Linked DNA regions of Mus musculus: region 2 is linked to region 1. A link is a contact called in public HiChIP or PLAC-seq data. All regions are on one chromosome and are shown on one strand. The core of a region is the stretch at or near the end of the contact, and the rest is flanking DNA. Distances in the headings are between cores, read along the strand shown. Region 1 overlaps Spen (spen family transcription repressor). Region 2 holds the start of Fblim1 (filamin binding LIM protein 1).

The links. HiChIP or PLAC-seq counts read pairs in DNA pulled down with a chosen protein or histone mark.
Region 2: an H3K27ac HiChIP or PLAC-seq map of embryonic stem cells shows a contact between it and region 1, with 9 read pairs. The contact joins the promoter of Fblim1 here to the enhancer-like site in region 1. A contact is called at or near these places in 4 of 115 datasets of contacts at active chromatin or transcription factors (embryonic stem cells and pancreatic cancer cells) and 4 of 9 other capture datasets (adipose tissue, embryonic stem cells, liver and 1 more).

What each region holds. Positions count from the first base shown.
Region 1 is chr4:141,505,120-141,508,062 of GRCm38.p6, reverse strand. All of the region lies in intron 3 of Spen (spen family transcription repressor), which reads left to right. Among named protein-coding and RNA genes, the nearest start is that of Gm4123, 29 kb to the left of the region's middle. Within about 2 kb of position 1,567, at least 159 of the 459 cell types and tissues checked have an H3K27ac peak or open chromatin away from gene starts, as enhancers often do. A contact at or near this core is called in adipose tissue, embryonic stem cells, liver and 2 more, where this site is marked.
Region 2 is chr4:141,598,362-141,601,304 of GRCm38.p6, reverse strand. Fblim1 (filamin binding LIM protein 1) reads left to right here and starts at 1,381. Exons shown (of 9, transcript NM_001163256.1): 1 at 1,381-1,457.

The DNA of each region.
Region 1 (2,943 bases), core at 318-2,817:
ACCTGGCATGTAAGAGTTTCTTGCTGAGTGTGGTGACACATACCTTTAGTCCCAACCCACGGTGGGGGGGGTGGGGGGGCAGAGGCAGGCTCGCCTGTTCTACATAGTGAGACCCTGTGTCCTGAATAAAGGAATAAGTCAGCGTAAGATGAATTGCTTCAATTGAAACGGTATTTTTTCCATTTGAGTGTTATGGAGAAAAAAAGAAGTACACACATGAGAATTTGTGATAGTCAGCAATTAGGTTTATATTGCTTTTTTTGGACTAACAAATGAAATATATATATATTTTGGGGCCCTTAGGAAGATTTCAAGTAAAGGTTTAGAGAATTTCTTTTTTACTTAAAGCAGCCAATGTCAAAAATTAAAGATAGAGGGTTGTTTTGTTTTGAGGAGGGGCTATTGGGTATGGGATCTAGGCCCTTTGTCCTGCTCTCCACTAAGCTCCACCCTCTAGCTGTATGTACTCTTAAGAGGGATGCCTCTTATGTAAGCCCAGGTGAGGGGCTGCGTTGCCTTACATGAATTACTTGAGCCTCTCCAGGGTTCAGAAAACAGCATCAAAGAAAATGTGCTGAGCAAAAACTATAATCATGACTGTGGGCCTTTCTAGCCATTAGGTGATGTTTCTAGTTTGTAATTCCCTACTGTTCATGGTGGAATCCAGTAGAAGTCAGATAATGGTATTATCCACTAGGGTTTCTGCTTCCTTGAAGTATGGTATCCAGATTTTCCTGGAAGTTATCTTCAGAACTGGTAGTCAGTGGCCAGACCCGAGGGACAGCAACTCCTCACCTCCCGCCCCCACGCCCAGAGTGTTCGTGCATGCTCCGCTTCATGCAGTGTAGGGCTGTTGAAAGGTGGAGTGTGTTTAGTAGAGTATTCTGGTGAGGATGGACGGACGGACTGCAGGTTTTCCCTTCCCATCCATGGCAACCTGCAGGGGTCACTGTGTGGCCTTCTTTAGCAGATGTTCTGTTTTGGCCACTGCAGGCCTTGCTTGCCACACAACCTTGTGTCTTAAGGCTGTGGGGCATGGCTGGGCTGGGAGTGGTGTGAGTTAAGGCAGGAAAGATGGGAGCCCAGTTCCAACTTCGATGAGCCAGGGGCAGGTGCATTCCTAGCTGGTTTCCCAGAAACGATGTCAAATCTAGAATTTTAGTAACGCTTAAAAGAAGTGTTTGTGTATGTGTGTGTGCATCTGTCTGACTGTCTGTCTGTCTGTCTGTCTGTCTGTCTGTCTTTTGGTGGTTTTCTGGCCAGAAGAATAGGTCTTCAGTTTGGGGCTTAGATGCTGAGCTTACTGGGGTTTGCTCTGCCCCTGGAGAAAAGAACCTGGAGCCCGTGGCTGAGTTTTGTTTGAGAAGCTAGGAACTGTGTTTGTATCTTGAACCAGCCTGAACTGGAATTATCCGGTTTGAGTTGGCTGTTTGCCACCTCCTGAAAGCTTCCTTGTTTTGCCAGCCTTTGCCTTGTTTGTGGCGTTGCTGGGTGCAGTGGGCAGAAACTGCTGCTGGGACTGTCCAGCCTGGTAGCATGGGTGTGCTCTTGGGGGCGGTGTCCACCAAGCCCAGAGGCGGGGCCGCTGGCCGGCTGCTGTCATAAGTCCTCTTGTCCTCCGCCTCTGCTGTAGTCCACCGTCCTCCTGTCTCTGCCTTTTCCATCGAGCAGGTGACCAGAGCTCCCTGGAGCTGCTTTTAGCCTTGCCAGGCTTTCTGTTCTTTCCCTTGGACTGTGCCAGGGTTGGTTTTGGTTAGGTTGAAAGTAATTGAAACAGGTTATGGTAAATCTGTGCTTGATGGAGTGTGGATTTTTTTTTTTTTTTTTTTTTGGTTTTCCTAGACAGGGTTTCTCTGTATAGCCCTGGCTGTCCTGGAACTCACTCTGTAGACCAGGCTGGCCTCGAACTCAGAAATCCGCCTGCCTCTGCCTCCCAAGTGCTGGGACTAAAGGCGTGCGCCACCACGCCCGGCTCTGGAGTGTGGATTTTAACTTTGATGAAATGTTTGTTTGTTTTCGAAGCAGGGTCTCACTGTGTAGCCCTGGCTGCTTTGGAATTTACTATGTAGACCAGGCTGACCTTCGAACTCAGAGGCGCACCTTTCTCTCCCTCCAGGTGCTGGGATTAAAGGTGCTGCCCTGTCTCCTTTGTTCTGTTTTTATACAAGTTTCTCAAGTAGCCCGGGCTGGCTTCCACTTTCTGGAGGTTCTAGAAATTCTGAGGACTTATGACAGCATCCTCACTCCTGAGCGTCGGCCTATAGGAGTGAGAGCCCTGGCTCTGGGCTTTTTATTTAGTAACTCCTTGCCATTTTTTCTCTCTTTTAAAAAATAATTTATTTTTACTTTGTGTGAATTAGTGTTTTGCTTGCATGCATGTCTGTGTGTGAGGGTGTCAGATCTTGGAGTTACACTTGAGAGCTGCCATGATGGGTCTTGAACCCGGGTCCTATTGAAAAGCAGTCTAGGCTCTTTACCTCTGAGCCCTCTCACTGGCTTTAACTTCTCTCTCTCTTTTTTAAAATATTATTTTTATTTAATATATACAAGTATATTGTATCTGCCTTCAGACACTCCAGAAGAGGGCATCAGATCCTATTACAGATGGTTGTGGGTGCTGGGACTTGAACTCAGGACCTCTGGAAGAGCAGTCAGTGTTCTTAACCACTGAGCCATCTCTCCAGCCCAATTTTTCCTTTTTTTTTTTTTTTAAATATTTATTTATTATTTTATGTAAGTACACTGTAGCTGTCTTCAGACACACCAGAAGAGGGCATCAGATGTCATTACGGATGGTTGTAAGCCACCATGTGGTTGCTGGGATTTGAACTCAGGACCTTCAGAAGAGCAGTCAGTGCTCCTAACCACTGAGCCATCTCTCCAGCCCCCCCCCTTTTTTTTTAAATCATCTTTTTTTTTTTTTTTAGATTTATTTATTATATG
Region 2 (2,943 bases), core at 132-2,631, 93 kb before region 1:
CCCTGGGCACCGGTAGCCTCAGCATAATACTGGGTTCTGTCCTTGGCTCTCATCTGGGGATGGTGGCAGCAATCCAGCCTCTGGGACTAGCAGATCCGGGTGCCTAAGGGGCACTCTCCGGTCTGGCTTGAATCTAGCCTTGTCCAGTGCCCATTGCACAAGCCTCGGTCCTCGCCGGCTTCAGTGTCTGGTCTGTGGGGTGGGACCTATCAGCCCTGGAGTAGAGTCTGGAAGGGTTAGATGAAAGGTTTGAAAGGGACACAAGGGAAGTCTCTAGAAACAGCAGTTACTGTCGTCGTTGTGACTCCACACTGGCGGGTAGAATCAAATGGAAAAATCTAATGGCAAAGACTGGGGAGGCCATTAAGGGGGTGGGGCTTAGTGGGGAGGCGGAGGATGGAGCTGAGCACCCAGACACCCCACTCTGACACCTCTCTTCTGCAGCAATACAAGGACCACCTCGAGGAGCTGTTGTATGTGGGGGGGGGGGGCGAGGAGGGCTGCAGAAGGGGACCTAATCCTTCCTAGTTACCCCCCCCCCATGACTCTGGGTCCAGCTCTCCCCTGCCCAGTCCCCCATTGTGCCTCTAATCGAAAGAACAATCGGCTTGCCTGGGAATCAGACCTAGATTCCTTTCCCCTGCAATGTCTTCAGGTCTCTAGGGACCTGAGCTGTCCAGAGCAGCCCCAACCCAGGCCGCAGGGCCCTGTGCTCTGCTTCTTCAGGGGCCAGTAACAGGGCCGGAAAGCAAACAGGTGACCTGATTGTTTCCCCTGTCTCCTGTAAGGGCCTCTTTCCACTACAGGACCTGAGACCCACTTGTAGAAGGATTCATAGGCTCACACAGGCAGTGACAGCCCAGGACAGCAGATCCAGGTGACTTGCTTCGCTGGGGTGTCTGAAAACCCTACCCCAGGCATCCTTTGAATAAGCCCCGCAACTCCAGTATATGTTAGCATTATCGCTTTAACTCTAGGCCACGTTGCAGAGGTGGGCTGTGCGGACCCCATTTTAGGAATTAAAGATTGAGGCTTAAGAAAACGGGGTTGACAGTCCAGGTCATGCGTCTAGCCTAACTTATGACCCTGAAGGATTTCAGAGTCAGTCTGGCTACAAGTACCCCTCTCCACCAATTGGGGCAGGTGGAGCCTCTCATCCAGGTGACCTAGAGCGAGGTTGGCTAAGGATCCCACTCCCCAGCCCGCCCCGCCCCTCCCCGGTGCACCGTGGGGGTGGGCAGCGGAGGAGGAGCCACAGGGAAGGGGAGGAGTGGTGGGAACAAAGGGAGGGGGCGCGGCCACAGGTGGGGGGGCAGGTAGGGCGAGCCAGCGCCCCCTCCCCGAGCGTCACCTTTTATGGTAAGGCGCGCGCGGGGCGGCGGGCGGAGGGAGGCTGGGGCGGGAGCAAGGGGCGGAGGCGCAGCGCCGGCGGAGGCCGGGCGTGGGGAGCGCGGCAGGTAAGCGGGTGCGGCGTGGGGGTCCTGGCTGTGCTCCCCGGGCAGGGTCAACTTCAGGTGGCCACATGGGCAACTCTCGGCCACCGTACTGAACCCAGCTCGGCGCGGTTGGGGGGCTCGGGGCGGGTACTGTGTCTTGTCCCTGTGTGTCCCAGGATCTCAGCCATTGGGGACTCTGGGAGGCTGTGCGGGGACGGCACAGGGGTCATCTCCTGGCTCTTGATTGGGACGGGTTGAGCAGGGCAGAGGCTCCCGCACAAAGAGGATAGCGTCCCGCATATGGATCGAATTATAGTCACTGCGGTGACCCGGCCAACTGTCCCGCTCTGCTGCTGTGCCAGGGAGCAGAGTTCCCGAGTTCTTTTGCCCCTCCCGGACCCTGTTTCCAGCTCCAGTCTGGAGAGGGAAAGGAGGGTCCTGGGGTCTCCTCGCCTGGCTTGGCGGGGTGTGGAAGTGGGCGATCCCCAAAGTGAGTGCAACTACTCCCCCATCTCCAGGCCAGACCTGAGGTCCCAGGGGGAGAGGCTGGGCAGCGCCCAGATTCCAGCTTTTAACAATGGAGATCACTGTCCTCCAGCCGCAGGGCTCCTTCTTCCCCCCTGGGGCTGAACGACCAGCTGGCCTCCCCAGCCACCCTCCAGGGCAGACTTCTATTCTCTTTATGAATAGAAAGCGAGCCCAGAGAGGTTGAGTGACCGCGTCAAGGTCGCCCAGTACAAAAGACCGGTAGCCTGAGGAGATCTGACTTCTGCGCCTCTTCCTTTCTCTGGTCTAGGAAAGAGGATGAGAGAGGCCCTTAGCCTTCTGAGATCGCAAGGTGTCTTGTGGGAGTGAGTGGGGGGACATTCACTCTTCCACTTTCAGCAAAGTTTAATTCTAGTCCTCAACTTAGATTGCTTATTGGTCTGTGTGAAAGAGCAATGCTTAGAAATGACTCGGAGGTGGCTTTAGAGTGCGGGCAAAGAGTTATCGAGGCCGCCAGCACATCCCCTCCCAGGGGCTGCAGCCTAAGGCCGGCCCTGGCTGGCTGGCTGGCCGGCTCTCAGCCTCCTTCCTTCCTCTTGACAGGAAATGACTTTCTTTCCCTTTGTTCCCACTTTCTCCGCTTACCCAACTGGATCTGGGTGTCTGATTTGCCCTCCGGGGGAGGAAGGATGGGGGTGGAGGGTCTGCTGGGAAGTTTTCATAGAATGCTCCCCCCAACCCCCACCCCACCCCCGCCTGGGTGAACTCAGGGTTAGTGGGACCAAAGGGAAGCGCCAGCAGGCTCTCCTTAAGGGACCTGACAGGGCTTTGAAAATCCCCAGCGCTGCTCCATCCCTGAGGTCCCCACCTCTGCATGACAACGTAAAGGGCGGGTATGGCTGCCCAGCTGCGAACATCTGGCCTTCACGCTGGATGTTTCCGAGAAAGCAGGGAGAACGGAATGGGGGGTCAGAGTCGGGGTGGGGGTGGGGGTGGAGGAGGGTTCCTGAAGAGCCACAGC